Regions from separate parts of the Zea mays genome. Here all the other regions are linked to region 1. Evidence: chromatin contacts called from public Hi-C data. All regions are on one chromosome and are shown on one strand. Each heading gives the region's core, a stretch centred on a gene start, on an enhancer-like site or on the middle of the called end of the contact. The rest is flanking DNA. Distances are from core to core; before and after follow the strand shown. Region 1 has its middle 23 kb from the start of LOC103626716. Region 2 holds the start of LOC100276961. Region 3 has its middle 81 kb from the start of LOC100285564.

Region 1 (4,666 bases), core at 1,265-3,764:
AGGCTGGTTCACAGCAGAGCCTTCCCAGTCGCAGAAACCCGAGAGCGCTGCCTTCGGAGATGAATTTTAGTGGCACACCGGACATCGCACCGGACTGTCCGGTGTGCACCGGACAGTGGACTGTTCACTGTCCGGTGCGCCATGAGTCCAACGGCTCTGTGTCAGAACTAGCCGTTGGAAGTGACCGTTGGCGCACCGGTGGCGCACCGTTGGCGCACCGGTGGCGCACCGGACTGTCCGGTGCGCCATCGCGCAGCAAGTTTCCTGTAACGGCTAGTTGGTGGGTGAGGGCTATTTATACCCCTTCCACCCACCATATTCAATGTCTTGCACTCCACATTTATTCCAGCACCTTGGTAGAGTATTGCAAGCACCAAAAGCCTAGTGAGGAGATTAGAGAATCATAATCCGCGCTTGTTCCTCATTAGCGCTAGTGAGAGCCACCTAGAGCACACACCACTTGCATTAGGCTTCTCTTGGTCAAGCGAAAGTCTATGGCTTGTTACTCTTGGTGATCGGCATCACCTAGACGGCTTGGTGGCGTTGGGAGCTCGGTGATCACCGTGAAGATCTTGTTGGTGACCCGACTCAAGTTTGTAAGCGGTCTCGAGGGATCCACCGCGCCGGAGTGGCAAAGGATCATCTCGTAGTGAGCACTTGGTTCTTGCGAGGACCAAGGGGGAGCGATACCCTTGCGCGGGTGCTCCAACGAGGACTAGTGGAGAGCGCCGACTCTTCGATACCTCGGGAAAAATTGGAGGAGTCTTCTAAACTTTGCTTTACATTCCGCACTTAATTCAAGCTATTTACTTTGTGTATTTGTTTAGCAAGTATTTGAAGCATTGTTTTAGCCTTGTTACATTTCTAGTATTATTTTCTTAGTGCTAGTTGTTGGGGTGAAGTTGGGCTCTTGTTTAGCTCTTGCTTAGGTTTTAATTAGTGTTGATTTTTAGAAAAGCCCAATTCACCCCCCCTCTTGGGCATCGTGATCCTTTCACTAACAACCGCGTAACGCGCGAATTTTATGTGAAAAATGCCATGACTTATGACTGAGACGAGCGAGGGCTGGGTGTCTCTTGAAATAATTTTTTCTGTTTTAAAAACTCGTTTAATGTTTATGAAAATACTTTTCACTAGCGATTTTCTTAACTCAACTGCCAGTGAAATCGATTTTCACTGGCGGTTCTTAGTTATCCGCCTGTAAAATGATAATTTCTACTGGCTCCTAGCACCGGCGGTTCCAAGAAACACTAGTGAAAATTGGTTCACAACCGCCGCTATAGAGCGTCTGTGTACTAATGGAACGGGCTCGATCGGTGCCTCTACTGTTGATGTTGATGGTGCCTCGTTACCCGCTCGTTATCATGCATATGATCGTGTGCGAAATAATGTTTGCACCACATATAATAGTGTTTGTTGAGCGGGGTTTGATATAGAAAACAAGATAGAGAATGGGATATACTCCCTCCAGGTCTAAAATTCTTGACGAGAAGTCATTAACTAGAGTGCATGTTTCCCGTTTTACCTTTAGTAAATAAGGTCGTGTGGCATTGGAGGTCATTATATTCTCTTAGCTCATGTGGTTGGAAAGACATTTTTGAAGCCTACGGTCTCCGGTTCAACTCCTGGCCGTGCATTAGAGGCCCTTTTTTCGCGATGGGATTTATTTTGCTGCATCCGTCATTTTTTTCGTTCGCGCCAATGTTGCCGCTGCATGCCATTTTTTTCGCGCCAATGTTGCCGATGCGTGGATGTAATCCGGCTAGCTATCACTAGATGCATTGCAAACGTACTGGTGCCAGATATCCAAAATAATCCAGCTAACCAGATACTACTACTCTACTACTAACTGTGGTGCTTGTTCATGATGGATTTGAATATGGAACCACCGAACAATGAAATTGGTAATGCCGGTCTTCATTTTCTTTTCTTTTTAGCTCGTGACAAAGTGTCTATGCTGCTCCACAATTTCAGCATGTTTAATACGCATGCATGCAGAGAAAATAAGGAGCCCCATGTAGCAAGGGGAATTAAATGCGCAACATTGGTGCACGCTAAGCGCGCATGCAGGGGCAAAAACGGCTAAATTTGCATGCAAAAGCTAAAACATCAAAATTTTTGATCCATTCCTTCGTTGCCTTAAACGTCAATTTAGACTAGAGGGAGTAGGAGAGCTGCTGGAGACGATAGCCTTAGCGCTGTCCGTCATATATACTTGGTTCCTCTCCTTTGTTTTCTTAAGCTAGCTATAGTACACCCCGCAGGTTAATTAGTTACTACATACTCGTAGTGCTAGCTAGGTACCCCGGATTATCCTAGATTAGATCTGTGTACGTGGACAGTAGCATATGAGACGCAAGAGACTCACCAACCACCCACCGCCTTCTGATTCCCTTGCGTCCGCATGCTTCTCCAACCGAGCAGAAAGTGTTGGTGGGTAGGAGTACATGTACTTGGAGAAGTGGGAGATCTCCTCTGCTGCTGCGCTGGGTCCTCACTTGTGCCGCACCGCACGGGGAACATGTGCTTCTTGTGCTGTGCCAGTGCCATGCATGCATCCAACTGTTCCTTACGTAAGTGTGTGCGTGAGCGCGTGGTCAGGGCGCTCGGTCGGTCGGTCGCGGCGCGTTCATGCCTGAAAAATCGCCGTCGAGATGCGCGCGCGCGTGGCTCCACTCCACTCCACCGGGGCTTCTTCTGATCTGATTAATTAATAAATAAATTAATAAGCACGCTCTCGCCGCTCGGCCAGGTTGCATGCACGAGTTGTCCGGTGCGTGTCGGCACGGGCATGGGCGCATGACGCGGAGTCCACGCTACCAGGCCCCGCCGACGCCGACGCCGACGTGATAGATGGCGTCGTCCTGTGTCCTGCAAAAAGATCCTGCTGTCCTTGTTCAGAAAACAAAAAAGAAATCCTCCTGTCCACGGCGACGACGCGCTCTGCCAGCCAGACGCTGCACCTGCATGCACGCACCAAACCACCGGCTTTGCTCGCGCTGGTGTGGCACGTGCGTGCTAGCAGTGGCAAGTCTGTTTGGTTTGGAGTAATCAGGTATTAGGGTTTTTGCAGAATTAAGGTTATGACAATTGGTTGAGTATGAAGGGAAAAATACCATGGTGTTCAGAAGCATTTTCTTGAGATTAATCTCAGAGCTTTGTACATGCCATGCACCTTTGTGATATCGCAATCTTGTACCAAAGATATTCATTCTTTGATATCACACCGTCTTGGTCGAGGGAGGGGCGACACATGTTTTGCCCTTATTAAATAAGATGTTTAGTATATTCTATATGAGAAATTATCATCATAGGTGTACTGGCTAGTAGTGCCAGGAGTTGCAAGACAAGACGTCGCATATTTTTTCCTCATATGAAACATACCAAACACCCTATTTAAAAAATAAGAGTATAGAGACGAGGGGGTCTTTTTTGCCCCTATACTCGGCGGCAGGTCCCCTAGGGATCCTGGTGCCAAAAAAATGCAAAAATATTCATAATTGAGCCTCTGTAGTCCATTATTGGGACGGTAGCCACTCATTTTTTTTTCGCAATATTTCAGTTCTGGAGTATAGTTTTAAAATCTAAATATTTTAAATGAAAAAAAGCGCAACACTAGTGCATAGCGGGGTAACAGGCCACGAGCAATGGGCCATATAAAGCCCATGTACGGATGTAAGAAGCGGTCAGCCCAAATAAGTGAATTACGGTTCCTTCTTCTCGCTCGTGACCAACATCGTTCGCAGGTAATTGTCGTACCTGGTCAGCCCAAATAAGTGTAATTGTATCTAAAGACCATCTTTTACGGCCTTATGTTTTTTTTGGGGTGATAGATTACTCCATTTGTTGGCCCATCACTGCTAAAGAGGCCGAGTGGATCGAGCTCTCGCGAAGGAGCTGGCCAGCTGGGCAGTCTGTATTATGTGGGCCAAGTCTCCAGGCCTGTAAGGAAAAAGTTAAGCCTCCCACCCGGGCGCGCACCGCTCACCGACGACCACCGGATCCACATCGCCTGAATATGACCAGGTAATCTCTTGTTTGCGTTATTAATTATCCACCTTAAAAACTTATCCTGACCTTTTCAGTAAAAAAAAAACTATCAACCAGAAAAAAATGCAGATTACGATACTGAAAGTGCTACGCTTGATCTTGGCTGCTTATTGCAATCGTACACCTGGAGAAGGTCGACTCGCCGAACAATCTGACCTGTTGTAGTTGTAGGCCATGAAGAATGAAGGCAGTCAGTTTGGCAAGCACCGTTCCACCACGTGTCATCCACTGACCGTACTAGATTCCAGACGAGTTGATAGCAGTACAACTGTTAACTGAAAACAAGTTTGCTTGAGAGCAGCGACCACCGTGCATAAATTCTTGCTCCGCGGCGCAAGTCAGCATGACTGCTGTACATATGTAGACGAGGTGCTCAGCAGCAGAAGCTTCAAGGCAAGCTACACTAGTAAGTAACAAAGCTCCCCCAAGTTTGCTCCTTTGAACTGCTACTGCTCCGTTCCGTTTCCAGCACACCAGAACGCGACAAATGCCCCCACCCCAAAGCCATGGCATCATTGGCGAGATGGGCTGGGTGTACGTGTGTGGGCTCCATGAGAGGAATTATTGTGGAGCAATCCAACTTGACTTTGACCACCTGTCTGTCAAACGGTGCTTA
Region 2 (4,666 bases), core at 1,099-3,598, 460 kb before region 1:
TCATCGTTAAAGAGTTGGCCATCCGGTCTGCCAAGCAGAGTTGGTCAGCGGAGGCGGTCATCGGAGAGTTGGTCATCATGGGAGAGTTGGTCATCTAGTCCGCCTCGCAAAGTTGGTCGGCGGAGGTGGTCATCGAAGATTTGGTCATCATCCAAGAGTTGGTCATCACCATAGAGTTGGTCATCATCTAAGAGTTTGTCATCGTCGAAGAGTTGGTCATCATCCGTGAGTTGGTCATCCGATCCGTCTCGCAAAGTTGGTCGACGGAGGTGGTCATCGGAGAGTTGGTCATCGTCGAAGAGTTGGTCATTATCCATGAGTTGGTCATCATCACAGAGTTGGTTATCCGATCCGCCTCGCCGAGTTGGTCAGTAGAGGTGGTCATCAGAGAGTTGGTCATCACAGAGAGTTGGTCATCATCCGAGAGTTGGTCATCACCAGAGAGTTGGTCATCATCTAAGAGTTTGTCATCATCGGAGAGTTGGTCATCATCCATGAGTTGGTCATCATCGGAGAGTTGGTCATCCGGTCTGCCTCGCAGAGTTGGTCGGCAAAGTTTTGGTTGGCAAGTAGGCCATTTTTAGTGCCTATTTCGGGTACCCGATTCCCGAGTACTCGACACCACCTCTAACAGCCCTAATCTTTCTTGTGTTGTTCATCACTGAATGACTCCAACAATTCCCCCTCCCCCTCTCCCTCTTTTAGGTGAGAGAAGAAAATCCCCCTCTTGAGGTGGGTGCTAATATCCCCTTTCACTAATCAGTGTATTAACTATAAAATTAATCTTTTTTGAGTTTAATTACTGAAAAATGTGTATTATGGTATTACAAATATTGTACTAAGTCAAACTAGGTATGTGCCCATGCGTTGCCACGTCAGTTAAAAATAGTATAAAACATATATACAGAACGATAAATATCATTATTATATTTATACTGAACGATAAATATCAACTTGATGGGAAGCTGATGGGCGTGTGCGTAGAGGGGGAGGCGGGACGGGGGGGGGGGGGGGGGGGGGGGGGCGACAGAAGAGGGGCGAGGCCTGGACCACTGAGGTTGCGCTGGCAGGGGGCGCATATCCCGAGCATCGCAGAGCTGAGGCCGGACGAAGGGGGCATGGTAGCTCCCGTGGTCTACAGTAGTTTCTTAATAGGTAGTAGAGATAGATATATCTTTTCTCTGCTACCTATTATAGTTAGGTGTCCGTACGTTTCTACGATTTTTATTCAAACATTTTCTAAACCTTTACAATTAAACCAACTATAAAGATGTTTTTGTTGGTACCCCATTTAAGAAAAAATATGAAGTAGCAAATGGTCGTAGTGGAAGGTCACCAATGAACTGATATAGAGCAAAAGTTGTAGCTTGACTTTGTGCTTCTTATTCATAAATTTGGTTTAATAATGACAATTCAGATAAAAAGGGATAAAATACTATTGTGATTTGTTAGCACCAATATCTCAGTGCATCATGCACTTATAATAATAATTACTTAGCAATTCACCTGTTTTATGAAAACATGCAATTTGTAGGTCGAAGACCCATTATAATGCAGTTTGTAGCTCCAACATTCTTGTTATATATTAAATAAGTGATGAACATGGCTCAGTTAGCAGTTATCGTAGTGGAAGGTCAGCAATGGACTGATATAGAGCAAATCAGCAAAAGCCGCAACTCGACTTTGTGCTTCATGTTCATAAATTGGGTTTAATAAGGGCAATTTAGATAAGAAGAGATAAGATAATACTGTGACTTGTTACACACTGATATCTCAGTGCATCGTGCACATATAATGATAATTACTATCATGTAGAGAAGTGCCATGCTTTAATTATAGTAGAGAAATGTGTCCTATAATTTGCGTTCTCATACGATTTGGCAGGATTGGCTTAATCTATGATTTTCTTGGTAAAGCTTATGCTTATATATTTCGTCACCAACAAAAAAAAATTATGAACAGAGACCGTATATTTCGTGATCACCAGAGACCGTATATACCCGTAGGAGTGCGGGTTGTTTTCGAAGAAATGCAAGGAGTTTTTAAAATTTATTGACGTAGGACGACCGTTAAAACTGGTGCTTTAATATAGTAGAGATATATATACCTCTTAAAATGTAAATGAGAGCTGAATACAAGGAATAACCAGAGAAGAGAAATAGGGAATTGAATGAAAGAGAGATATTTAAAAATGAATAGAAAGAGCGGGGCTGCGGCGGAAGGGTTGCCGAAACCAGTGGATGTTAATCCGTGTTCTTGCCCGCGTGTTGTTAGCCGTTAGGCTCGGAAGCAGGCCCCCGATCTTCGGTTGTCTGAAAACTTGGCCCAACATGAAAACAGTGCGCCTGAAGGCCCAGGCCGTCAGCTCTTGCGGGAAGCACTCAATTGTAATACTGTGAAGTCTGAACCGGCTGGCCTGGCCGTTGCTGAGGGAGAGGATAAAGAACACCGAAATGCCACTCCTGCTGCTCCCACCACCGGCGTGCACCACGGCAGCGACGTCGCTCGCTTTCTCGCGGCCCCGGCCTTCGCGGGCGCGTTGGGCCAACCTCTCTTACGCGTTCCCCCGCCTGAGGAAATACGGGCGTCGCCACCGCGAGCCCGTGGCCGGCCCCAGCCTCGATGATGACGGCGGCGAGGAGGATGAGACGGAGGCAGAGGACTGGGAGTCCGACGATGGCGATGAAGAGATGGAGATAGACGAGGAGGAGTTTCTGACGATGCGGCCCAAACCGGCGGGATTTGGCGAGGGGAAAACATATTCCACTGACATTGAGGAGCAGCTTCTCCGGGAGATGGGCTTTGGCGGGGGCGCGGCGCGGCGAGGAGAGGCGGCCCCGGCCAATCGCCGCGCCGGGGATAGTTCCACCAAAGTAGCTGCCGCAGGTTGGCTCTCTCTCTGCTATCCTGTCCCCTACTAGTATTACGTTATCCTTTCTTTATTTCTTGAGCATGGGAGTTACACTCGGGTACAACAGCGAATTAAAAAAAAAACAAGAAGAAGATCCCCTGTATGTAATTTCATTTAGAAACTAAAAATGTAGCCCGACAACACGTCATGCAAGGTGGCAACATTTATAAAGAAGGGCGGCGAAATTAGATAACGTCGTCAGCAACAAGCCTGAATGCTGCTCTGAATGTAGTCACATCGGCATAATCACAGTTCCTTATGAAAAAAAATCGTTCGTTCATCTTCTTAGAAAACAAAAACGGTGCAAATACTCCTGCCCATCTTGTCATCCCTAACAATCGGACTTAGAAAAGGTAAAAAAATAACAGAATTGCCCACCTTTTCTTTTTCTGGGGTGCTATTTCCCTTTGTTTTAGTTATTTATGACATTTTGCTCAGCTACATTCATGTTGAGAAGATGCCACTCATTTGGTCATCCACCGCTGGAAAGTAAATGCAATGTGTGATATATTTCTCAAATAACCTTGATTGCATTTCCTGCTTTTACTTCCCCCAGGCAAATAGAGATCTGTGTTCTACAACTGAATGTGTCCTTGCCATTCCATTGGCAGAATCTTGAACATTATCAAAATATGATATCCTTGAACTAAGTAAATCCAGAACAATGTTTTGTGTTGGTTGAAAAAGAAATAAATATTAGTGGGGACATGCAAGGTAAGGTTGAGGAAACTGTTTTCTTCAGCACAGAAGTAATTGAACTTTGTGCGAAAAATGTTGAATTCAACCATGAGTCAAACCTGCAATTTTCTTTGATGCATATTGCCAGTCCACTTGTCTGGAAATGTATGGCCATAATATGTCATGTACTCGGAAGTCAGAACTTGATAGACATCATAGGTAGCACGGACAAGTATATAAATAAATCATGAACGATAGAACTACTCATTTGAAGCTAGCAGTACTGGTAAACTGTAAAGAAATGAAACCGTGTACGTGTAATAATCATTTCCCAATGACTCGTTTGAGTTAGATGAGGCAATGGCCCTATACCATGCATGAAACAACTATAAAAGTTGTTGAGAAAACAACGACCTTATGATCCTTTTTTTGTTCCTTCCAAGTTCCAAAACTAGACAAAGTTGATGCCACATGTTCTTCCTCCATATAAACATGGCTTGACAAGGTTTTATTTCCATCCCGAATCCAGCTCTTAATGTAATGACAGATAAAGAAAGTCTGCATGAAAGATTAAAAAGGGCAGACCCAGTGCCGGATGCTCCCACACGAGTGTTTTTTCCTATTATTGTTATTTGTGCATAGCCATGATTTTGTAGACCTGAACTGCCTCAGCATTACCTTTTGCAGATCATTTGAAATTGGCATCACTTTATTTAGCTACCACTATAAGCGTTGAAGGAGCTATTGTTGGGCATAGTCTTTGTTCTTTTGATTCATTCTCTATACTTCCTAACAGATGTCAGTGATGATGGTGTTCAAGTTCGTGTTTGGAACCTCCCAAAAAAGAAAAACATACACAAGGACCTGAAGCAAGCTTTTAAAGGGTTTCATGGCCTTTTATCCATTGATCCAGCAGTTTCCGCAAATAAGAAAACCCGTGATCCTATTTGTAAGGGTTTTGCATATCTCAAACTAGAGTCTGCTGAAGCTGCAACAAGGTAATTTATTCTTGTTAAACTCTTTACATTGTTTGATCCTTTGTTCTTCACCATTTGTGTAATTCCATGTGTTTATTCC
Region 3 (4,666 bases), core at 865-3,364, 440 kb after region 1:
ACCAGGAACCCCAGCAACTTTCATGCGGAGACACCAAAGACGCACTTGTCCGGGTGCAGCTTTGTGCGTGTTGCCTGCAGCTTGTCAAACACCAGGGTTAAGTCTTCCACTAGGGTCGACCCTCTCTTAGTCTTGACTACAATGTCATCGACGTACACTTCCACCTTGTCCCTAATCAGGTCCCCGAAAGTCTTACTCATCGCCCGCACAAATGTCGGCAAAGCGTTTTTCAGACCGTAAGGCATTACGACATAGCAGTAAAGCCCATCCACTGTTACAAAAGCGGTATGCTTCCTATCTTCCCTAGACATCTGGATTTGATGGAAATCAGAGTAAGCATCTAAGAAGGACAAGAGGTCGCACCCGGAGGTAGAATCCATGATTTGATCTATACGTGGAAGTGGATACGGGTCCTTGGGACAAGCTTTATTAAGGCTGGTGTAGTCGATACACATCTGAAGCTTCCCGTTTGCCTTTGGGACGATGACTAGATTGGCCAGCCACACTGGGTGATGAACCTCTTCGATGAAGCCAGCGTCTAGCAACTTCCGGACCTCCTTACGGATGAAGTCTTGCCGCTCAATGGACTGTCTCCGAGGCTTCTGACTCACCGGTTTGGCGTCAGGGTGGATCTTCAGATGGTGCTCGATCACCTCCATGGGGATCCCAGGCATCTGTGACGGCTCCCATGCGAACACGTCGGCATTTGCCTGGAGGAAGACGAAGAGCAAGCACCTAAAGCATGGTATGAATGCCTAAGAGGTTTCCTTATTGCAAATTCATTTAAAATTGGGAAGCCGATCCTACTTTATTCACGAAGACTATTGATGGACATTTATTTGTATGCCAAATATGTAACACCGAAAATTCCACTTTGGAAATTATAACATCAATAATTAAAAATGTCCCAAAATAAATATATTGCCTAAATAAAAGATTAAAATAAAAGATACTTAGAAATTAAATTATACTTGGTTTATGTGTTAGACTCTTCTTTTGGATTAAATAATTAGAAATATTCTCTAGATATGATGAGATAAGACTATACTTTAGTATCAAAATTATGTAATTGTGTCTTTAAAACATGTGATTTAGATATATAATCACAATAAGATTTCTCATGTGTGATAAAACAAGTGGGATATTTCTTTCATTAACTAGGTAGTTTAAAATATTTAAATAAACACAGTAGAAATAAATGAAAACTTATGCAAAAACATGTTAAAACCCTAGTCCTAAGTATTTTCGAAATTTTAAGTTTAAAGCTTGAATCAAATTGGAATTTGAAAAAACAATAGAAAAAGAAAAAAAAAGAAAAGAGAAACTTATCTCTGCGACTGGGCCGAAATTTCCCCTTGGCCCACTACCATACGCGCGCTCGGCCCAGTTCACCATAACGCCCTGCTACGCGGCCGATTCACACAGCCAGGCTGACTCATGGGTCCGCCTTGTCGGTGACCTTTCGGCCATGCACGTCGATCCGTTGGACGCTGTGATACGGGGCCCTCCTGTCAGCCGTTTCTTCCCCACACAACAGAGCTTCGGGCGCAACAACCTCACCGAGATCCGCTCAACGCAAGCTGGCATTGGATTCTTCCGTGACTGATCTTCTCGGATCGGACTTGCTCCTCCCAACGTCTATAAAGGTCGCCATGGCCCCGGTTTCCATTACAGCCGTCGTGGTGAGCAGATGGGAGCGTGAGGGTGAAGAGTAGCAGCACCACCGCTGGTGTCAAGGCAAGCTTCACCATTGGCCGCGATAAGTCGCTCGGGGGTTTCGTGAAGCTCGGCGGAAGTCTCGGCAGCGTGATTGGTGGCGGCTTTCGGGAGGAACTGGGCAAATTGCTCGTCGGAGCGTGTACCTCGCTGCAAAGCCACGGTCGCTTTGGCCAGCGCGCGCCGTCGTCTATCTCCGGTAGGTGCCCCATTCGTGTTCACATTAATCTCCTCGTCAAATAGCACCGATCGTTCTTGTGTTTGGGGATCTGCTGCCTCGGCGCATGTTCGTCGGCGATGGCGCCGCCGCTGGTGGCCTGTGCGCTGCCGCGGGCTGACCGTGGGTAGGGAGGAAAGCTTCTAGCCGTCGGATGAACGATCAGTGATCAAGAACATAGCTTGGGTAACGTTTCGGCCGGCAGAACGCGCACCGTTGGATTCCGATGAAGTGAACGCGAGTAGTTCTCAGCTATTTAAAATCTGGACCGTTGGTTTTGAATCCTGCAATCCGGATTCAATACTGGATGGTTAAAGTATTAATCTAATCCGGGTCGTCCGGATCGGATCGGGCGGCTGTGTGATGTCCATACCCCTTCGCCGTGGAACTTTGCTAAAGAGCCCCTAACCTTTTGAAAAATAAACCCGCCATCCCTCTCAGGTTTAATTCGATTACGGTTAGATCCCGGGTATTTGCAAATTAGCCCTTATCACCCATAAAACTTCAAAAAATCATAACTTGAACATTTTAACTCCTTTTTGATCCATTCCAATTGCAATAAATCCATAATAATATTGTTTATCTCCTGGTAACTTTATTTTGTTATGAAACATAAATTTAAATTATGTACTTAATTTCTTTTGTACCAAACTCCTAAATCTTTAGAAAATCATAACTTTATAACTGTAACTCCGAATTTAGTGGTTCTCGATCCCACGATCTCGTAGCATCACGTAGGATATTATTATGGAGTTTGTCCTTATGTTTGGTGTGATATTAATTTTGTCTATACCATGTTTGTTTGTATTGCTACTAAAAGGGAATTAGGCATACACCTATTTCCTAATTGATTTTGTTGTTTGAATTGCCCAACACAAATAATTAGACTAACTAGTTTGCTCTAGTCTATAAGTTCTACAGGTGCCAAAGGTTCACAATAAGCCAATAAAAAAACCAAGAAAATGGTTCAAACAAGAGAGCAAGGGACAACCGAAGTGCTCCCTGGTCTGGCGCATCGGACTGTCCGGTGTGCCACCGGACAGTGTCTGGTGCACCAGGGGACTCCAAGCTGAACTCTTCACCTTCGGGAATTCTCGGAGGCGCTTCGCTATAATTCACCGGACTGTCCGGTGCCCCAAGGGAGAGCGACTCTGAACTCGCTAGCTTCGGGAATCCGCTCCGCTAAAATTCACCGAACTATCCGGTGTAACACCGGACTGTCCGGTGAGCCAGCGGAGCAACGGCTACTTCACGCGCAACGGTAGACTGCAACGCATTAAATGCGCGCCTGCGCGCGCAGAGGACAGAGCACGCGCGGGTGGCACACCGGACAGTCTACAGGACTTGTCCGGTGCACCACCGGACAGGCAGGCGGGCCCACAAGACAGAGCTCCAACGGTCGGAACCCAACGGCCAGGTGACGTGGCTGGCGCACCGGACAGTGTCCGGTGGCGCACCGGACTGTCCGGTGCGCCATGCGACAGAAGCCTTCACCAAACGGCTAGTTTGGTGGTTGGGGTTATAAATACCCCCAACCACCCCACATTCAAGTCATCCAAGTTTTTCACCTTCCAACTACTTACAAGAGCTCTAGCATTCAATTCTAGACACACCCAAGTGATCAAATCCTCTCCCAATTCCACACAAAGCTTTAGTGATAAGTGAGAGAGATTTGTTGTGTTCTTTTGAGCTCTTGCGCTTGGATTGCTTCTTTCTTTCATTCTTTCTTGCGAACAACTCAATTGTAACCGAGGCAAGAGACACCAATTGTGTGGTGGTCCTTGCGGGGAAGTTTGTTCCCGTTTGATTGAGAAGAAGAAGCTCACTCGGTCCGAGGGACCGTTTGAGAGAGGGAAAGGGTTGAAAGAGACCCGGTCTTTGTGACCACCTCAACGGGGAGTAGATTTGAGAGAATCGAACCTTGGTAAAACAAATCCTTGTGTCACACTCTTCATTCGCTTGCGATTTGTTTTGCGCCCTCTCTCGGACTCGTTTATATTTCTAACGCTAACCCGGCTTGTAGTTGTGATTAAGTTTGTAAATTTCAGATTCGCCCTATTCACCCCCCCTCTAGGCGACTTTCAATTGGTATCAAAGGTCGGTGCTTCATTAGATCCTAACCGCTCAAAGTGATGTCGGGAGATCACGCCAAGAAGGAAATGGTGACCGGCGAGAAGCCCGCTACAAGCCACGGGAAGGCTCCATCGGGAGAGTCCTACAACAAAGGGAAGGGGAAGGAAAAGGAATCCCCTTCACACAAGTCGCGTCGGAGCAGTGACAAGAAGAAGAAGATGAGGAAGGTGGTCTACTACGAGATCGACACCTCATCGTCATCCACCTCCGGCTCCGACACGCTGTCTGTCACTTCTAATAAGCGCCATGAGCGCAAGAAGTTTAGTAAGATCCCCCTACGCTATCCTCGCATTTCTAAACATACGCCATTACTTTCCGTCCCATTGGGTAAACCACCAACGTTTGATGGTGAAGATTATGCTAGGTGGAGTGGTTTGATGCGATTTCATCTAACCTCACTCCACAAAAGTATATGGGATGTTGTTGAGTTTGGTGTACAGGTACCATCCGTAGGGGATGAAGATTATGATGAGGACGAAGTGGCCCAAATCCAACACTTCAACTCCCAAGCCTCAACTATACTCCTCGCCTCTCTAAGTCGAGAGGAGTATAATAAGGTGCAAGGGTTGAAAAGTGCTAAGGAGATTTGGGACACGCTAA

The links. A called contact is a pair of places that touch in the nucleus more often than the background predicts.
Region 2: a Hi-C map of ear shows a contact between it and region 1, with 3 times the contacts expected there. The contact joins the promoter of LOC100276961 here to the enhancer-like site in region 1. A contact is called at or near these places in 3 of 25 Hi-C or Micro-C datasets (bundle sheath, ear and tassel).
Region 3: a Hi-C map of endosperm shows a contact between it and region 1, with 2.9 times the contacts expected there. The contact joins two enhancer-like sites. A contact is called at or near these places in 3 of 25 Hi-C or Micro-C datasets (bundle sheath, endosperm and tassel).

What each region holds. Positions count from the first base shown.
Region 1 is chr5:94,819,754-94,824,419 of Zm-B73-REFERENCE-NAM-5.0, reverse strand. No RefSeq gene overlaps it. Among protein-coding and RNA genes, the nearest start is that of LOC103626716, 23 kb to the left of the region's middle. Within about 2 kb of position 2,514, at least 20 of the 20 cell types and tissues checked have an H3K27ac peak or open chromatin away from gene starts, as enhancers often do. A contact at or near this core is called in bundle sheath, ear, endosperm and 1 more, where this site is marked.
Region 2 is chr5:95,277,950-95,282,615 of Zm-B73-REFERENCE-NAM-5.0, reverse strand. LOC100276961 reads left to right here and starts at 2,348. Exons shown (of 3, transcript NM_001150649.2): 1 at 2,348-2,886; 2 at 4,386-4,587. The coding sequence starts at 2,454.
Region 3 is chr5:94,381,034-94,385,699 of Zm-B73-REFERENCE-NAM-5.0, reverse strand. No RefSeq gene overlaps it. Among protein-coding and RNA genes, the nearest start is that of LOC100285564, 81 kb to the left of the region's middle. Within about 2 kb of position 2,114, at least 17 of the 20 cell types and tissues checked have an H3K27ac peak or open chromatin away from gene starts, as enhancers often do. A contact at or near this core is called in bundle sheath, endosperm and tassel, where this site is marked.